Linked DNA regions of Xenopus tropicalis: region 1 is linked to region 2. The links are chromatin contacts, called in public Hi-C maps. All regions are on one chromosome and are shown on one strand. The core of a region is the stretch at or near the end of the contact, and the rest is flanking DNA. Distances in the headings are between cores, read along the strand shown.

Evidence for each region. Hi-C and Micro-C count contacts between places; a contact is called where the count stands out from the background.
Region 1: a Hi-C map of neurula embryo shows a contact between it and region 2, with 2.1 times the contacts expected there. The contact joins the promoter of celf5 here to the enhancer-like site in region 2. A contact is called at or near these places in 3 of 5 Hi-C or Micro-C datasets (brain, gastrula embryo and neurula embryo).

Annotation. Positions count from the first base shown.
Region 1 is chr1:114,416,767-114,419,466 of UCB_Xtro_10.0, forward strand. It overlaps celf5 (CUGBP Elav-like family member 5), which reads right to left and starts at 1,338. Exons shown (of 13, transcript NM_001097170.1): 1 at 1,050-1,338. The coding sequence starts at 1,314.
Region 2 is chr1:114,374,501-114,377,446 of UCB_Xtro_10.0, forward strand. All of the region lies in intron 3 of celf5 (CUGBP Elav-like family member 5), which reads right to left. Among named protein-coding and RNA genes, the nearest start is that of hsd11b1l, 37 kb to the left of the region's middle. Within about 2 kb of position 1,376, at least 4 of the 11 cell types and tissues checked have an H3K27ac peak or open chromatin away from gene starts, as enhancers often do. A contact at or near this core is called in neurula embryo, where this site is marked.

The DNA.
Region 1 (2,700 bases), core at 88-2,587, 42 kb after region 2:
TTTATCTCCATTTAGAAAAATTATAACATGAGATCAGCTTTTATAAAAAAGAGAAACAGGTTAGGAAAGGGCTGTCCAACAATAAATGTTGTGGAACAGCTGGAGGGCCTCAGGTTGGAGCCTTGTGTAGAGTACCGATTACTGGGTGTGTAAGAGCTTGAAGACTGTAACATTAAATGGGTAAGGTAGAAATGAGAGGTTGGTACCGACTCATGTCTCCAAAACAACAGAATGTGACCTGATGATGAATAATAATGTCAGAATATGCTGGTGTTCATCCTTGTTAATACCATTGTACTAATGAGTGAAAATGTTGTGCAAATTATTGTGTATACATTGTGAGGTAGCAGTGAGGTAGCTGGCTGTACTCTCCCCAAAATGACTACAGGAGTACAAGAGAATAGGCTGTAGTAATAGGCTAACAGCATGCCCCTGTACAAAAGAAGGAATATGGGAACTTGGGGGTAATAGGCTGGACTCAATTCTGGCAATATCCCACGCATAAGAGAGGAAATGGTTGCAAATACTATAGGGCTAGCACTCACCTGTGGCCATGACACTGCACAGGTGAGGTAGCAGGTTGTACAGATGATATTGGACAAGTGACTCGCCATTGTGTGTAAAAAAACAAAACCATCTTTCAATATACCCCTCTAGAAAAAAGTGGGGTGTTCTAACAATATAAGGATAAAATGATGGCACACACCCTTGGGCAAGCCCCTGTAGAGGAGGAATGCTGTACTGATGCTACAGGGTAACACACCCATGAGCATGCACCTGTTCAGTAAAGAGACAATGCTTTACTGTTGCCATGGGGTTATGGGATTGCACACACCTAAAGGGAATGCCTCTGAACTGTAGAGAAGGAATGCTGTACTGATGCCATGGGTAGATAATAGGTTGGCACACACCATCAGCAGAGAAGGAATGTTACTGCTGCCATGTATGGGATAATAGGAAGGCACTTATTCTCGGGCATAGTAGAATGTTTGGCAGATGCTCCTGGGAATGCCACTGTGCGGGGAAGAGGCACACTCAGTGGTACTTACCCTTGTGCATGCCTGTGTATCGGTCTTTCAGCACTGTGAGCTCGTAGATCTTGCCGAACTGCTCGAACAAAGGCTTCAAGTCTTTCTCCTCCAGGTTACGAGGAATCTGCCCCACGAACAATTTGATGGCGTCCAGGTCCTTCATACTGTCTGATTGTTGAGCAGGGGGCTCGGGGCCGCTCATGGGGCAGGCTCGGGGCTGCTGCTGCTGCGGGGGATGCTGCTGCTGCTGCCTCCTCGCCTCTCTCTCCGTCAGTCTGGCCATCTCCAGCCCCTCGGTAGGCTGGATCAGTCACACAGGCAGAGCTCTCAGCTGGAAACTGAGCTCCGGCAACATCACCACAGCGCAGCGCTGCACGTTGGCGCACCCTGTTGGCAGCTCTAGGAACTGCTGGGTTCCCTTGGAAGGGTGTGTGTGTGCGAGGTAAAAAAAAAGGAGCTGAACATTTGGATGCTTTCATGCCTGGCTGGAATAGGTTACCGTTACTTACGTCCAGGTTCTTGTTTAAAATCTCTGTACAGTAGATTTGAACTATATGTTAAATTACTTTGCTTATCCCAAGAAACTGAGAGCGTGGCTGCCAGTCCTTTCTGCCATGAGCATAAAAATATGTCGAAAAAGGAAAACCAAGGAAACAAAAGCATGAAAAATTACCCAGTCAAAATACCATTAGTAGTGTGAAAAACCAGAAGCCCAATCTCACATCCTCAGCCGCCTTGAAGTAGTAACAAAATGTACAAATAAAGCTAGACACTTATAAGCAAACATTCAAGCCAAAAGGAAATGTAACAATTTGAAATATTTACTGAGAAAACATTCTTAATAATAAAAATAATTCATCAGAGAAACATTGGATTTTATATTGTATGTCTTGTTTTCAGTGTTGTGAAATTATGGAGATTGTTAGAGTCCTTTCAACAAATACAAATACAAAGTACCAGTAATATATCTTTGTTAGTGGATAAGCCCATTGGCCTATGATCGCAATGTTTGTCATCAGCAAAGACACTTCTTTTACTTTCATGGCAGTTACATAGCAAGATCCAAAGAGCAGAATAAGGGCTGCTAGGACAGTGTATACATTTTAGTTTATTCATTTCCATCTCAACAGCTTATAACAGTGATCCCCAACCAGTGGTTCTGAGTAACATGTTGCTCCCCAATCCCTTGGATGTTGCTCCCAGTGGCCTCAAAGCAGGTGCTCATTTTTGAATTTCTGGCTTGAGGGCAAGATTTTGTTGCATTAAAAACCAAGTATAATGCCAAAAACAGTCTTCTGTAGGCTGCCAGTCCACATAGGGGCTATTAAGTAGCCAATTATAGCTCTTTTGGCACCCCAGGAACCTTTCATGCTTGTGTTGCTCCCCAACACTTTTTCCATTTAAATGTGGCTCACGGGTATAAAAGGTTGGGTATCCCTGACTTATAGCAATCATGAAAACATTGTTATTTTTGTTAGATAGTGGACCTATCTTGTTTAAAATAACCGATTCTATGCAGCTCAGTTGGAGCATGTAAAAGGTAATCAAAGCAGGAAATATTTGGGCCCCTAAATCACTGGGCCCTGGGCAAAAAAAAGCCATGCAGTGGTGCTTCTGGCCTGTTTCCCACTTAACCTGCAGACTAAAGGTGGTCATACACAGACCAAAA
Region 2 (2,946 bases), core at 126-2,625:
TACATTTCTTTCTTTAAAGAACTTTATTTTTACAATCTTGCACACTTTCACAGGACTTATTCCCTGCCCTACCATGACACTTAGGGCTCTGGCACACGGGGAGATTAGTCGCCCGCGACAAATCTCCTGTGTCTCGGGCGACTAATCTCCCCCAAATGCCATCCCACCAGTGAAAATGTAAATCGCCGGTGGGATGGCATATTTACATTTTCGCCGGTGGGATGGCAATCCGGGGAGATTAGTCGCCCGCGAACAGGGAGTTTTGTCGCGGGCGACTAATCTCCCCGTGTGCCAGAGCCCTTAGAAATTTCCGTTCCAAACATACTTATGCCAAGCATATTTTTTCAGATATAGTTATCTAGAAATTGAAGGGCAGTATACCCTTTTATAGACTACCTTTCTTGAAATTGAGGTAACATATAACTCACAGAAAAGTGAGAGTTGCCATATTGCAACTTTCTGGCTCCCCAGTGCATTCTTTTATATGGTTGCGCCCCGTGCGTGCTGACGCTGTGCGCACGCACGGGGCGCAACCAATCAGGGCCCATCATTCTTTTAAGGGGGCCGGAGACAGCGGGCCAGATTGAAAGGGCTGACAGGCCGGATGTGGCCCACAGGCCGTAGTTTGCCCACCCCTGCACTAGTGTGTTAGGCCAATCAGTTAAATGCTAATTCCACAGGGTTACAAGAGGAACTATGAAATGTTGCTGGCTGTGGATCACAAGAGATTTTTTTTCCTAGTGCATTTGAGTCATGACTGATCAGGTAGTTTAATTGGAAAGTGAACTATTTTGGGCCTATGCACTGGATGATTAGCTGCTGTTTTGTTCAGGATATAGTAATTCAGCATCTGACAATATATTGACAACTTTGCTACACTTAAGCCAGTGCTTATTGCTCATATTTCTCGTTTTGGTTACTACTCCAAAGCAAATTTCAAAAACATATTTTGTTTGATGAATTCAACCGGGTGCATATTACTCTTTAAAGAATATTCACACTTGCTGTGACAGCTAAACCCCAAAATGTGATAATGAAAAAATATATAAATGCATCGATAAAAACAAATACATTTGTCGTTTGAAATGGCACATGTAACCCACATTCATTAAAAGACATTTACAGATGTAGTGGCATGTGGTACTAGTATGTATGCTTTGCCCGTGTGCGATGATACACACATATATAGAACAGAATGGAGTTATACAGGGAAGACATGCATGTGTAAACAACCAAAGTGACAGACGCATGCAATTAAAAACATGTCAGTGACCCTCTAAGCATTCCATTATACAGCACTGACACACTGCACACAGCTGATGATGCCCCACACCCTGCACAGAGCATCCTCCCCCTCCCATCTTGCACGCTCTGTTGCACACTCCCCATCTCCCCCTGCAACAGCTTCTTTCTCTTCACCCTCTGATTGGCAATTTAACATGCTGTCCAGCAACCATGAAAATTGAGTCTGAAGCTGGAAGCTGCATCTGGTTTCCATGGTTGCAGACTGTGCCGGCACGCGGTGTGCCATGGCTGTGGGATGGATACTGCAGGGAGGTTTTTTGGGATAACTGCTGCCAAAAATGTAAGGGAGACAGTGTTAAACATGGAGATTCATCGAAACAATGCATAGTGATTAGAAGTATATAAAAACTCCCATGGAATTCCATGTTGCACAGTTGTACTAATGTGCACAATGACTCTAGTTAATAATGCTGTCAAGTGATTATCTCCAATAAACATATTGCTTGGTTAAGTATCTGAACCCTGTTAATAAGCAGGCTACTCTGCATTGGTGATAAGCCAAAAAGGGCAGGCCATTGATAAAATGCATTTTGTAATTCTTTAACTTGCTCCTATTCACCTCTGCTTTAATATTATCTTATGATAATTATATATGATATATAATCACGGTAACAGGATTAAAAAACAAACAAAAAACAAGCATACAGATTAGACAAAATTGTGTGTTTCCTCTGGCCTCTCACATCCTATACAACCATTATTTGAGTGTGTATACATGCAAGATGAACATGCTGATTTATATAATGGCAGTACGCTTTAATTGGAACATGCAGTTCTGCACAATAGGGATTAGTATCTCTGCACTGATAATACATACTTTATTATTTCTTAAGTGAAGGTATCCCTGCAAGACTAGTGTTTCTCAAAATACATCTCAGAACTTCTCTGAGACCTCTGGAGAATGTGTCTTCCCTAGACTGACAGCATTCCAGCTGGATATGTGGCCTTAAACTACCAACTCTCAGACCTACGGGAGACAGCCTAAATAAAATCTGCTCAAAACAATGTTTGCGTATATATTTTTATCGAGTGCTCCTAATTTTACATGGCGCCGAAGGCTGATTTTTTCAGGCACGCTGAATCCATACCCCACAGAGTTTACAAGCAGATTTTTGGTGCCTGAGGTGCTGCACAGATTGCATTCTCTGTAGAAAACAAAACAATGCTTCCTGAATTTCATTTTTTTCTGCATCAAAAAATCTCCCCCATCTATTTTAATTGGTTTGTTCTGAGCCTTGAGCCTTATTGCATTTATGTCATCTCTCTTTTAAGCCCGGAGCAAAAAGGGTTGAAATCGACAGCCACTTCCTCAAGCTGGTAGGGGAGGCATTGTATGTAGCCTATTATATCACTGTCTCAGGCCACCTCTGAGGAAGAATACTTTTTTTGAGAAATATATCTTGCAGGGGTACCCCCTCACATTAAATATATGTTGTTAATTTAAGCAGTTTGTGTACGTATCTATATAATAAAGAAACTTACCAAAATTAGATATATAAAAAATTCCCATAACTGTTTAACTATAAAAAGTTATCACAATCCATATGTACACTTGGCAACACAAATACAAACAGAATGACACACAAGTACACATCAATATAATCGGTTGAAGTGCCCAGTTACAAAACTTTACAATCTAAC